3 separate regions of the Zea mays genome follow, and all the other regions are linked to region 1. The links are chromatin contacts, called in public Hi-C maps. All regions are on one chromosome and are shown on one strand. The core of a region is the stretch at or near the end of the contact, and the rest is flanking DNA. Distances in the headings are between cores, read along the strand shown.

Region 1 (4,812 bases), core at 898-3,397:
CAACATAGTAGCCATTAAATGGAATGCTAACGACATCAAGAAGAAGGTTACATTAACCGTTACCCACTGCCGACCCATGGTTGCATCGCAAAAAGAGAGAGAGAAGCTAGCAGGAGACTGGGTTCTGAACTCTTTAAAAAAATGTATATGCAAATCGTACTGTATCTGCTAGAATCCATGTCAGTCTAACACAAACGTCCTCGGCTCGATAAGTAGGAAGGCAGCGGCGGCCGTTTAAGCAGGAGGCTTGTCTACAACTACTGGAGAGGAAAAAACGAAATCGGCATGAACAAAAAGCTTACCAGTGTTTCGACGGTCGACGGGTGGAGATGGACTGAATGCTTCGCCCACGCTGATGTCGTCGTCCTACTCCGTACTGCGTGACCCCATGAAAGCCCGGTCCGGGATGAACAACAGAGAGTACCAACGAAAACTAATTAACAGACTAGCACGCGGCGGCGCCCAAGAAGGTGAAGAAGCAAAGAACGTTGAAGGAATCCAAGGCAAAGCAGATACTATTTCTCGCATATTCGTCACGTGCTACAGGAAACATGTGTGCGGCGACGGCGGCAATGCGGCGACGGCGGCAATGTCTGTGATGCGTGACCGAAAGGCGGGAGAATTTCGGGGATGGAAACCTTCGTCGTGCCGCCGCTCGACATATCTCTGTTCAATGCGTTTGGTTGGTAAAATTAATTTCTTTTCGCTGCTGGCTGCACCTTCTAGAAAGAACCGGCGTAGTCTATGTCTATCTGCTGAGAAATAGAAATTTCCAGAGGCGTAGGGAGCAACGCGCTCTATACTGAGTACGTGATGGAGTCAGCGAGGGATGGCGGCCATCGATCGGCTTGAGTAAGAAATGACGACGTGGATGGCTAATGAGGCGAGTTTTGGAGCAGCTTTAATAATATAGAAATATCGGCTTAAAGACAAGCCGAATTTTAAGAAGCAAGCCCAATTTTAAGAAGGGAGAATGTCAGGGACTGCCTGCCCAAACGGCCCAGATAGCTCAAACTACAAAGGCCCAGTAGAGGTTACCGGAAAGGGCATCCAAGAATTATTGAGAACCCATCTCGTTCTCCATTTCCAGGACTGCACATCTTTCTCCCCGCGCTTCCAGCTGCAGGCTCTAGCTCGTCTCCCTCTGTGTTCTAGTGCTCCTCTCCTCTATCCAGATTGTCTTGCTTGCTGCAAACCTTCCTTCTCTTGAGGTTACCAGTGAATCTAGTAATTCCGTGTACAAGAGAGAGGTGTGTGTGCTAACAGTCACTGATGGCAACTGAATAATAGATGCATAGAAAACTTTATATGGAGAGCCCGGAATACAAGCAAAATTGGGTACACGGCAGTAAAAATCTCATATCAGAACTTGATAACTTGCGTACCATTGTAATCACTTAATCTGATCATACTTCAAACTACCATAAGCAAGTAGAAAATCGTCGTCGAATTAACCACTATGAACTCAACGCGACCCCAGAAACAGAGATTGAGAATTGAGATTCAATTCTCAAGTCCAGGCACCTGCATGCGCCGGCTGGCCTCCGACTTCTTGCCGCCGAAGAACTCGTCGGGGACGACCTTGAGCTGCTTGCGCTTCTTGGACTTGGCGATCTTCTGGATCGTCTTCGGGTTGGTGACCCGCTGCAGCTTGGTGCCCGTGCGGAGCACGTTCTCCTGCTTCCGCTTCTCCCGCTCCTCGCGGGCCTTCCGCTTCGCAACCTTGTTCTGCCGGATCTCCTCCTTGAGCTCCGCCTTGCGGGCCTGGTACGCGCGCTTCAGAGACTTCTCCCGGACGCGCTGTTCCAGCGGGATCGGCTTCCGCGACACCGCCACGGCCGACGACCGCCGGGTGCGGGGCTCCTTCCACCGGCGCCCCGACAACCGCCCTGCGATGACGCCGTCGTAGGTGGGCTGGCCGAAGGAGGCCGGCTTCGAGGGGTCGGAGAGGGAAGGCATGGCGCGGAGCTTAGACGGCCGGGGGGCGTCAGCATCGAGGTCCATGGAGTCCGCGGCCGCCGCCGAGGCATCCTCGCGGCGCTTGCGCTTGCCGCGTTCGCCGCCGAGGCCCTCATCCAGGCAGCGGAAGTCAAGGTGGGAAGCCATGGGTTTGGGAGGGAGGAAGCGGCGCTAGGTTCATTAGGGTTTGTGTGATAAGTAGTAGCAGGCAGCAGCGGATGGTGGCTGGATGGATGGGCCGGGCTGGGACGAATACAAACTTGTCAGCCTGATAGCCAATTTTGCCTGGGCGCCGGGCTGTATAGAGAATCTCTTGTATCTGAATTCTGAAGGTTAGCACTTCTTAGCTCATCTCCAACAGATAGCGTATATAGATAGACTAGTATGCAATATTGTTTTTAAGTTAATTTTTAATGCTTGTTGTAATTTATATATTACCAGACGAATAAAGCGAGTGAGTTTTTTTAAGATGATACAGAGCATGAAAGACGGTATAGAGCACATCAGATTTATATAAAATAAAATAGAGTTAAGTGAGTTGTGGTAGAATGTAATATATATATATATGTTGCGATATTTGAAGCTATCTTGTTATATTTACATGAAATGTCTTCAGAAGAGTTGAGCAGTTATATATAATTATATAGAGGACATTCTACAACCTAAAAGGCTGTTGATAATCTTAGAAAATCTTCAATTCTTGGAAGATCTAGTGTCCGAATTTTCTTTGATGTGCAGGGGTCCATGTTTGAATCTGTATAGTTGGGAAACAGAGAATTTTAATTTCTTCGTTTATGGAAGTAGAAGAGAAAGGGATGAAAGTGTTCGGCATAAATGGTTACCACAATTAATATCTATTTTCTATTTGCATGAATATGTGGTATTAAATTTTGGATAAGTTAAATATGAGGAAAAATTATGTGTGAAAGAAATATAGTTTTGGATAAATTCACTTCTGTAGTAGCAATAATTACCAAAGAAAAATGGAATGATGCTTTTATAATAGATAGAAAAAATACATGTAAGATATTGTGTAGCAGAGTATAACATTTTGGGTGGAGAATCAATTGTAGTTGTTGAACCTTTTCCCTTGTCGTCAAGTATTGCATCATGTTGTATATGTAAAAATTATTCATAAAGAACTGGCAAGAAGATAATGGTAATTGTTAAATGTAAATGAAAGTGTGAAGTAGTATTATCTATAACTGTGTCTATTAGTTATATGTATCGAAAGATGGATAGCTAGAAAAGGAAGCAATAGATTTTGTTGGGCAATCGAATTTTAACATAGTGCAGAAGATAGTTTAGATTTAATAACAACGAATGTTATCATTTATGATAAGAATAATTTATGTTACAATCTGTTATGGAACAATATGTTGTTGTAATTTTCTTCAATCTCATCGTACTAATATTATCTGTTACATATGAATTGTGCACATGGAGTAAATGATAGTGTGTAGAATGGAGTGATTTCAGAGAATTAGACTGTGTCAATGTTATTTGTTATACGAATTGTGTATATATATATATAGTAAGTATTTGTGTGAACGATCATAAACAAAGAGAAATACGGAATAACGTAAGGAGAATGGTGGGAGTGGCTACTGCTTCTTTCACTGCTAGACGTCGGCTTCTTTTCGAGCTCTCATTTTACATCTGTGTGATCTTCTTTCCCTCGAGCGAGCAGCGACAGCAGGACGACTCGTTGATCGCTCGCTCTCAGGAGCCTTTACGCGAGAGCAAGTCACCATTGTGTTCTGATATTTGACATATGCACTGCCATAACCTGAAACTGTAACTTTGTGGGCATAGACCGTAAATACAAGATCTGTTAAACAACCAACTTTGTTTATATACACTACATCTGCATCATGATCTACAAAGCAAAGCATGTGGTATGTCAAACGAAATTACTGATTGTACATCCACTCATTCAGTAGCATATTATACAACAGGCACTACCAGTAGCTCTGAGCTCCAATGTATCGAAAGTTTCAATTGCTAGGCACATTTTAATCAGAGGCATTGAACAATGATGGTATGGTTGACAAAAAAAACCCTATCTCCTCTCTATCTCTCAATGTGAGGAGTAGTCATGTGTAAATCTATAGCACATTATTGGAAACTGGAGCATGTACTAAAATATGCACTCCGGCACTAAATCAGTTGCAAACTTCCAGTAGGTTATGCATCAAGGAAAATATATAATAATGGTGTCAGTGTGAAGAAGGAGCAATCATGTGTACATGTGTAGCACATTATTGAAAAATGAAGCTTATACTAAAATCTGCATTCCAGCACATTACTGGAAACTCGAGTATATTATACTAAAATATGTATTCCAAATATTTATTTAGGCATTTGATCGAACATCTTGCGCGCATGGTGCACCAGCAACAACTCGCTTCCAATAGCAGTAGGAGCCATGTGAGCTCTCCGCCCTTCGCCTTGCCGCAGCTCCATCATTCATATCCGACATGGACTGACTTCCTCTTGTCGGGGTTAGGGAGAAGAGCGAGGGCGAAGGCGACATTCACGGCAGCAAATATTCGAGAGATTGGAAAACCCTAGATACCAGTATATGCTACTGAGGAAGAAGAAAAGGTCATAATAAGGTGTTGGATGAACCAGCTTCCGACACGGGATGACTCCCTATCGTCTAGGTCAGAGAGAGGAGCGAGGGCGAGTGCGACATTGACGGCCGCGAAGATCGAGAGACTGAAAAATTCTAGATACCGGTTTGCGCTACTGAGGAAGAAGAAAAGGCCATAAGGTGTTGGACGAACCTGCAGATGTTGTGGAGGCGAACGCAACGCACGAGGTTTGAGGACGCACGACTACTGGTCTCCG
Region 2 (4,812 bases), core at 1,338-3,837, 200 kb before region 1:
CCAGTAGTAGCTGTATCGAAACTACAAACTTAGGGCAGTGGAAATGGTCATGAAAACAAGATTATGGCAATGCACCAATGGGATTGCAAACATGTAAGGTTTTACCCACCATGCCGAAAAGATTAGTGCACATATTTCCAGGATGCTCTCACCTCCATCAATGAAATAGGCACACTGTCGTGCCTCTTCATTCCAGAAATATATATTTCTAGGATACTGATACTCTGATAGTGATTGTCTACTTCAACAAAAAAAAGATTATACAAACTCTAAGTCCATCTATAAACTAGCGTTGATGTTGTTTGGCGCTCATTTTGAAACATGCAGGGTTAATATGTCTGTCAGATCGCTAGTCCTAGGTCCCCACTGGTTTTAGCGGGAGGTAATAGAGGTTCTGGACAAAGCTAAGTGCATATCAGTTTCAATTTCTCTTCATATGCCTACTTGTGTAATTTCAGCAACACATTTATGCTCTGATCTAGCAATTTTTGTGTACGTCACTGTGATCCCAAAAGAAGTTAGTGAGTTACCTGGTCCTGCAGGATGAAAATACTCTGCTCAGTTTCACATGGACTATTTTTAGGATGGCGTGGCTGTGGTGTGACTGTCTTTGGAGTTTTCGGACCAATCACCGAAGCAGGTGCACCAGGTTCTTCATAAGCAGTTTCTGTTTCAGAAATTTCCATACTCTTATTTGGCAACTGACAGAATATTTTAGATACTACAAGTTCCCCGTCCTTTTCGTCTTCCTCTTCTCCAAGATGATACTGATGCATTACCCAATTAGCTCTATCAGGCTTTCTGCCTCTTTGCGAAATTTTGTACAGCACCATTATTTTCTTCCAACCTTTTATAACACCATTTTCATATATGGCTTTGGATCTCCCTGTCTTGTGCCATCTCACATGCTCATCAGAAACAGTGTGATCACTGCAGTTGATGGTCCTTCGACGTTTGCGCTGACCACAACCATACGCTTTTGAAACTCTATGAAAGAAATGAGCATTGCTACCATCTGTTTTCATACCTACGAGGTCAATAAATACCAAATTCAGAATGTGAATATAACAACAGATTCATAAATAACTACACCATCTCAAGACATGATTATATACCAGGAAGATTTTCAGGATGTGAATAGCAGATTCCCTCATCATTGTCTATAGTTGGAATAAATTCATCAATGAGCACATGTGGTCTTGAATCTCCCAGGCCAACTTTCTGTTCTAAATGTTCAAGCAACTCCAATTCAGAAGGATCAAACTTGACTCCAGCAGGCAACCCAGGCCACTGCATGGCAACCTGCAGAATTTGAAATGCAGGAAAAACTTGCTCAGATATGTAACATCTACGACATGGTCTGGAAGCCAAATGCCCCTTCTCCAACAACCTAAACAGAACAAATGTACTTACATCGCTGTTATCAATAATATAACTGCAGTTTGGGCATTCCCTCCGTGCTTCTGCAACCAGTTCACTTATATGGTGATTAGCGCCAGGATTTGTGTACCTTATTTTCTTAGCAATTCCCCTACAAGTTATCAGCCATGACCTGTAACAAAAGAAGCATATTGGTGCTTGTTTGTCCCAGAAGTACTTCCACAAGATAATTTGAAGACAAACATGCTCAGATACTTAAAATTTATGTATTTTTTTAGCTACACTAGTAGTCTATGTGTAACAAAAACATGAGTTATTTGATGCCCCGTTATTGATAATAAAACACCGGCAAGACCAATTGGTGGCTGGACTCCAGTGGTACAGCATAGACTGAAGAACGCAACATCAACACTACTAAACATTATCGTACATGTTGTGACCGCAGGAAGCAAGCCGAGCAAAAATGCTTGTCACACATCAGGGCAGGGCAATAGGGCATATGCTCTGTTTGTCTGCTTCTTTTCTTGTGTTTCTTATCCCCAATCCGGGCATGGATGGCAAACTGATCATGATAAAATCTGGCTCGGAGCAGTGTGCTAGTGCTACCAGAAGTAATCGTAATCCACGATCTTTTGAAGCTACACATCGGTACTACACTGTTGAAGACGGAACCCTCGCATCACTAAACCCGCGCCCAACCAAACCTGAATCCCGAATGCGCCGCGTGATCGAGGCAAGCCCTAACGACGATGTCGACCGAAAGAAAAAAAGAAAAAAAAAAGAAGAAGCGGACGATGACTAGTACCTTGCCATGGTGGCGCGCGGACTCCGGCCACGCCCTGTGCTGGCGGCGAGGAACGCCGGGCGAGGCGGCAGCGGCGGAACGGCGCCTACGCACTGGCTACCGCGCCCGGTCCGGTTGCGTGCACGGCCGGATTAGCCCCCCTTCTCCCCCACGTCCTTGCGCCGACCGATTATAACGCCTCCCACTCCCACTAGTCTCCACCCACACACTGGTCGTGGGTGTGCGGGGGAGGAGGGCTCGGGGAAGGCGGGAAAGCCCGCGGCGCGGCGGGAACCGGGAAGGCGATGAACTCGCGCTCGCGTTCGCGGGCCGGGAAACGCGGAGCCTGTCTGGTCGTCCTGTCCCTGCCCTAGTGCCCTCCCTGGTTGTTTCTCAGGGTCCCGAGCTCGACTGTTTGTCTCGGGAACCCCAATCGCTGCTGGCTGCTGCCAGCCTGAGTGCCTGCCCAGCCCTTGCAGTAACTCGGCGGGCGACCGTTGCAGCTTCCTTCGCCCTGACCCTTTCCTTCCTTGGCAAGCCACGCGCTCGTTTCGTTCGTTCCTTGCTTCTTCATCGAGGGGCCCATGTCCATGCCCTCGACGCCGCACCCCGCGAGCCCAGCAGGACGGGAGGCTCGGCCCACCTCACGCGCGGGCAAGGCCACTGCCAGCCCGTTTCCCTCCCTCCCGCCGCCGGCAACGTTTCTTATGGGCCGAAATATACAACGCCGTCTGCCCGTCTCTGCGTGACTGCGTCGTGGGCTCGTCGATGGAGAGAGAGGCGGCAGCATTGAGCCATTGACTCACGATCACGATGACGAAGATTTTTTTTTTTTTGCGAAAACAGAGAACCGCTAACCTCGTTTGGGAATTGTGATTCATCACGTGCTTGTTACCACGACACAGGCGTGGCAGAGTCCATTTGACAAGTGACAAAGAAAAGCGAGACGCCATCTCCAGCTTTTCGGTAGGACGACTTGGTTTGGCCGTCGCGCACGCATCTGCTTCCACCCAAGTTTCGGCCTACTGCATCATCCCTTTGTCTTCGTCTCGGCGTCTTGCCCTGCAGCCTGGATCGATCGAATCCGAACAGTGATGAGTTACAGTACGAACAAGGAACGGGCCGGAAAAGGGGTGGACTACGATCGCCTGTTTCGGTCGTGCCGTAGTCGTACCAACCGATGCTGCGTGCGCGGTGCGCCGGTGGTCGTGCGGTTGAACGACTCAAGTGGCCGGTCAACACACAAGCGATTCTTAAATTACACAGAATAATACTGGTGACTGGTGAGTAGTATACAAAGAATAAAGAGCGGGCAAGTGCTTGCTGTCAGAAATAAATGCCTGCCCTCTCCCCCCAACATAATAATATAAGTAGTGGTTGCTGTCAGAAACTTTTTCTACTGCAGGCCCGGCCAAACAAGACTGGTAGTAGCTGTCACAAAAAGTTTCGCTCCTCTTGCCAGTTGCCACCAGCGCGCGGCCACGGCCCATGGGTGGTTCGCTGCAATCAACACAACGGTGGTCGCGGCAGTACGACCGCGTGATGGAACGTTAGTTGGGAACCTTTCCTGGTGCGCGGTGTGCCACACACACACCACACCGTAGCACGACGACCGTGCGGACGAGTCAAACCGAACGCTATCTGCGGCGGCGAGCGAGCTCCGACATCCCATCGTGGAGGAACCGATGGATGGGGGGACCCGGCACGGCGACACGACGGGCGGCGGAACAGGCACCCCGAGACAAGCGAAGCGGTCGACGGACACGGAGCCTAGCCGGGCGGGCGGCGCCGCTCGCGGTCGTGGCCAGGTCAAGCATGGCAGCGACGCCGCATCTGTGTACACCCCGCGCCGTACGCGGACCACTTGTACGCGTAGACGACGGCCAGTGGAAAATTTCTGCGGATGACGGCGCCCAGCAACTACAAGTCTACAACTACAACTAGCTAGGTCCGCCCTGGTCAGCTCACCACGACACCACATATCTTGCACTTGTAGCACGGAACACCTAGTCTACTTGTATGGAATCTATGATCCTTGGTATCTCGTCTGGAGCAGATGCGCCGATTTATATCACTATTAACAATATATCATGTTCTTTGGCACAACTTTGAAGCAGCCTCCATTGGTTTCTGCAGCCCTAAATATAAACTAGAACTCGAGGCGTTACGGGCACCATATTAGGACAACGCAGAATCTGTGTTGAAAAAAGTTTTTAGTTTGAATAAATCTATGTTAAATCTGAACAAAACTATTTGATGCAGAAGTTGTTGTCTGAACCATGAAAGATGCTGTCAGAACCTTGTGCAAACACGGGTTTCAGGTTAAACATACAAAACATCAACTTCTTTGGTAACCTTGTGGAACCATGTGCCATACAAAACAGTAGGTTCTTTAGTCTGAACCATAGAAGCTTTTGTGGGACCTTGGGCATGCAAGCAGCATACAAAACAACACCTTCTATGGTTTCAATCTCGTACCAGCATAGAAGCTGCTGTATACAAAACAGATTTCAGGTTTCTACAAAGTAGTATGCACAACATACACAACAGGTTTCAGGTTACCAAAAAGCAACATACACAGCATAGAAAATAGGTTTCAGGTTGCCAAAAATACCACAAACAGATCTCACACCAGCCTACACAGGTTT
Region 3 (4,812 bases), core at 1,028-3,527, 140 kb before region 1:
ATTTACATTCACCGCTATCACGTGTTAACGTCCGCACTCGTGGTCGAGAAGACGACAAACACCTGGGGTGTTACATGATGGATCACCAGAAGGGAGCGAACTACATTTGTTTGCCACTCATCTATTGATTGAGAAGAAGTATAGAGATGTTTTTGCAACCTTGCAGACAAAAGAAGGAAGAATCGCTTGGCTTCGCAATGCTTACGAGATAGATATTAAAAAGAGCACTTAGCTGTTGGACGTCCGACAACACAGGCCTATATGTTCACTATTATCGTTGTTTATGTGTTTTTATCAGTCATGTCGTTTTATTGTTGTGAGGAATAAACTTGTCGTGCGCTTAATTTTCCCTGTTTTCCAGATATTTGAGTTAAACTTCTATTTGAATAATCCGAGTTGTCAGGGTGTGAACTATGTTAATCTGTGAACTTTCTGTATTCCGGTCAGAACTGAATATATGTGGCTTGTAAACTGTGGTTGTACAGTTTTTAGTGACTTACAAACTCTGGTTACATATGAATGTGTCTCTGTTCTCTGTGTGCATGCAGATGTCTGACCCTGCTGCAGACACATATGTTAGCGAATTGGATGACACAGATGCAGAATTGGTCGTTGCTATATGTGCTGTAAACGTTTGGGGCAGGACTATGAGTCAGGTTCCTAGAAGAGCATTAGTTGAAACTGGTATTCAATGGGTGGAGAGAACATTGCAGAATAGTAACGACTGCTTCGATATGTTTCGCATGCGACGAACTGTTTTTAGACGATTGCATGACACATTGGTGGACAATTATGGTCTACTTTCAAGCCGGGGTGTTAGTACTACGGAAGCACTTGACATTTTCTTGTGGGCATGTGGGGGTCCACAGTCATTTAGACAGTTAAGGAATAAGTTTGGTCAACTCAACTAATTATTGTATAATGACCTTTTCTTCATTACGGGTTTCATTGGATCGATTTTCGAACACAATCTGCAATTTTAGAATCTGATTATCCAAACACATAGATTCTCACGAACAGCTTTTCTGTACAGCTGGCGAACCAAACACCTAAATTCTACCCACCAGCTTTTCCCAACAGCCAGCTTTTCTCCACAGACAGTTTTTTAGAAAAGCTTGTCAGAAAAAAGCCGAACCAAACACGCCCCATATATGCTGACTGTCATAGATTCTTTCTTAAGCTTAGGTTGATCTGCTCTAACCGGACTATGTTCTTGCGTTAAGGAGTAATAGACATATATCTAGTGTGTACATTGAGTGTGGGAAGAGATAATGAAAAGACAGGAAATCGTACCTTCGGGACCAAGATGAACATTACTACATTAGTCGTGGTCACACACGGTGTCGACGTCATGTCGTCATCTCTAGAATTCGAGTGCCTCCTTTGTACTGAGCCTTCCTCATCCTTGTGTGTTTGGACCGTGAACAGGGACCAAAGATTTCACGCATTCATGAATGCCACTTAAATTCTGGACCAAAATATTTGTCTTCCAATCCTGTGTTTCATGCCAGAACTGAACACATAGGAGTTTGTTACTATTTTTGTGACAGAAAAGATTACAAAGAAGTTCATTGAAATCGATTTTGTATCCACTAGTAGGTGGCTTCACCAAAGCTCTTCCGGTCGATTTGCTAGAAAACTTAGAATATAATTTTAACTTCGAAAGTTGTGATTGAGAGGGCTGTAAAGATATCTGTATAGGCCAATCCCGTTCTGGTAAGACAAGTTTTCTAGTGGATTGAGGCGTAGATGAAATTTTGTAACAATTTGTATCAACTTTAGGAGCTTTCCTCAGTTGTATGCTTAATAACATAAAAAGTTAAACCCTGCATATAAAATACAGAAATTATCTTAGAAAAGCGTTTACTTTACTTAGATGGTCCATTCTCAGCGCTCTAATGTGTTCACTCCAAAAGTTAGCAGAAGCAATGGAGGTCGCCATCCGGCCATGGCCATAGCTAATTAGCTTGGAACACTGAACTTTCGGAGTCATTTGAAGTGCTCCTTTTCCGGCTGGACGTGGGTGCTCACTAATTGAGGCCACCTTTTCTCTGTTTGGTCAAAATCTAAAAGGGCCACAGCATAGTGTAGCACTTCGAGGAGATATTATCCAGACAATTACAAAAGAGCATCGTCGTAGTCTTCGGTGAAGCTGCACCTCGCACGCGCGACTGCCAGTAGCTGCAGAAGAAGCTCTGGAGCTCTAGCATCCCGCGCCGCCAGATCTTTGTAGGAAGAATATGCTGTGATCGTCTGACGTGACGCTGCTTTTTGGCCTCTTGCGCTGGAGAGACGTGAGGCCGATACGCGGACAACGCAAAGGCCACTGTACGTGTCGTTCGTTACCCGCCGAAACGGTACCCTCCTCCTCCAACCCACACCCAATCCGCTCCAGCCTCCAGCTCACCGTTCACCGCCCGCCCACCGCCACGCGCGCGACATGAAGGGCGCTGCAGGGTCGCGCTCGCGCGAGCCCGGGGACGTCGACGTGGAGCTGCTCAAGGCGGTGGCGCAGGCGTGGTACGCGCAGTCGGGCAACCCGCGGCCGTCGTTGCGGGCCTCGGGGACGGGCGCGGACGACGACGTCGCCGGCGCCGGCGCGCGAGGCCGCGCGGGCGCCGCGCCGCGCCGCCCGTCTCGGTTCAAGCTAGAGGCCATGGCGGCGGCCGCGGCATCGGACGCCGCCCGGGCCCGCGAGAGCTCGTGGGACTTCGCGCAGTCGCTGTTGGACACGTACGAGCTCGTCGCCGTGGCGCGGAGGCTCGAGTCCGTCCTCGACGTCGCCGGCCACGACGCCGCCGCCGCCGCGCCGCAGGAGGGCGGCGCGCGGGGAGCGGGGACGCGGCGCAGGGAGAGCGCCCGCAGCCTGAGGAACCTGTTGCTTCGCTCCACGTCAAGGAGGTTCCAGGAACCAAGCAGCTAGCGTGCTCTCACCTCTCAGTCACTGTATATGGCTAAATGTTATCATGAGATTTAAGAGAAAAAAAACTTCGCAGTTCACAAGGTTATTTTTTTTCTTTCTCCCACACCTAAATTTCTAAACCTTTTGACTAACAAAGCGTGCATATGTCCATACATTTGTTGCCCACTATAGTACTGTAGAGTGGACTGTTGTAGATAACTTTGAGGCTCAACTCAAATAAAATTGAATCTTCTCGTCTCTTCACTGTCTATCATTGTACTGTACTCCACTCCATCTGGGTGGATCTATATACCAAACTCCACTACCCTTCCCTCCTCCCTCCATTGTCACCAAAGCCAACCGATTGGAGCTTGTATGCTACACTAGAAAAAGTAGCGCCCTATCGGGCGCTGTATCACATATATATATATAGTATGCTGAGTATTCAACTTATACTGAGAAAGAGTGAGTAATACAATGATCGATAGATACATAAGCTCACAATCTCAGTCATGGTAGATGCAACCTGATGACAACACTCAACTATTGTCTGCTTATTCACCTGTCATCCAGTGTAGTGAGGTTCTAGGTAGCATCAGCATGCCCATAATTGTAGGTCACAGAAGCCAATTGCGTCATCATCATCTGATTTCATCACAAGGCTTGACCACGGTGGAATCCAGCTAGCAAGTTATTGGCATCAAGAAGAAAATGTAAATAGCAGTTCTAACTCAATTTCTTATTCCCATTCTTGTGACTTGTTTCTGTTTTACCTATGTCACACTTCATAGCTACTATTGTCTACGGGCCATTATGGATATTTCCCCACTTTAGCATATGCCGGTGACCATACTATTTTTCTTTTGTGTAAAAAATATCAATTCACTGATATTACTGTGTGTGGTCTTATGCAGTGATTACTCAATGCAGCTCAATGCTTCTAGAATTAAAGTCCTTCAAGCTCAGGATGATTTGGTAACAGATATGTTGAAGTCAGCAAGCAAAGAGCTACTGCGCATAAGTAGAGATCACCTCACTTACAAGAAGCTTCTCAAGACACTTATTGTTCAGGTAAGCAGAACATAGTTTGCATTCTTCTCTGCGAATATGAAGCGTGAACTTGGTGCAGCTCCTGCAAGCAATAGCTCGTTTTAACTGAACGCAGAGAACAAATGTTGCAAGAAAAACAGGTTCTTTCTGTTGTGCTGTGTATTCCATTTTGAGCTCATTTCGTGGTAGCTATGGACTGACAGTCTGTTAGAGTTCTCATTGCTGGAGATAACACCAATCCAACCAAGTTGAATATTGCTGAAAATTGGCTGTTTTGGCTAGATATTTCAGATGATATAAGACTATTCAGTTTTCCATAAAAAAAGTTGATGGTTCTGTTCCTCACCCTGAAGAATGACATGCTTGAGTTTGGGTAAATATTCAAGTCATGGCTTTTTTTAATCATGCTTTTGGTGCAACTTTTTTATTGGACTTGTAAAGTAATTGTAGCGGTTCACACTGGATTTGGTATATGCATTCAATATACATGAGTAGAGTGTCTTGGATATGGCTTCACACTAACCTCTATTCCATTCTTCAGTAATTTGAGCATCAGTTAACACAAATTTTTATCTGAACAGAGTTTGCTGCGCCTGAAAGAACCAGCTGTGCTTCTGCGCTGCAGGAAGGAGGATCTCCAACTTGTTGATTTAGTTTTGGAGTCTGCAAGGAATGAGTATGCAAATAAAGCAAGGAACCAGAACAACAAAAACACGCTATTCGTGCCTATTACCTAAACACCATTTCGGGACCATTCTATGCACAAATGGAACATCACGATGCTTCAAAATCTACAACTATGCAGGCAGAAACACTTGTAATCACTCTCTTCATCTTTACACCAGCAACGTTCAATGCAG

Evidence for each region. Hi-C and Micro-C count contacts between places; a contact is called where the count stands out from the background.
Region 2: a contact with region 1 is called in a Hi-C map of ear, with 2.8 times the contacts expected there. The contact joins the promoter of LOC100383487 here to the promoter of LOC100277796 in region 1. A contact is called at or near these places in 2 of 25 Hi-C or Micro-C datasets (ear and endosperm).
Region 3: a contact with region 1 is called in a Hi-C map of ear, with 4 times the contacts expected there. The contact joins the promoter of LOC111589328 here to the promoter of LOC100277796 in region 1. A contact is called at or near these places in 8 of 25 Hi-C or Micro-C datasets (bundle sheath, ear, endosperm and 3 more).

Annotation. Positions count from the first base shown.
Region 1 is chr5:184,244,321-184,249,132 of Zm-B73-REFERENCE-NAM-5.0, forward strand. LOC100277796 reads right to left here and starts at 2,148. Exons shown (of 1, transcript NM_001151275.2): 1 at 1,363-2,148. The coding sequence starts at 2,106. The coding sequence ends at 1,504.
Region 2 is chr5:184,048,451-184,053,262 of Zm-B73-REFERENCE-NAM-5.0, forward strand. It overlaps LOC100383487, which reads right to left and starts at 2,588. Exons shown (of 6, transcript NM_001176135.1): 1 at 2,186-2,588; 2 at 1,414-1,552; 3 at 1,116-1,302; 4 at 531-1,027; 5 at 1-10. The coding sequence starts at 2,193. LOC103627374 (a long non-coding RNA gene) reads right to left here. Exons shown (of 2, transcript XR_553573.2): 2 at 4,748-4,812.
Region 3 is chr5:184,103,709-184,108,520 of Zm-B73-REFERENCE-NAM-5.0, forward strand. LOC111589328 reads left to right here and starts at 2,278. Exons shown (of 2, transcript XM_023300163.2): 1 at 2,278-3,004; 2 at 3,817-4,292. The coding sequence starts at 2,441. The coding sequence ends at 2,923. It overlaps LOC109939976 (a long non-coding RNA gene), which reads right to left and starts at 70. Exons shown (of 2, transcript XR_002262475.3): 1 at 1-70. It also overlaps the pseudogene LOC100383738.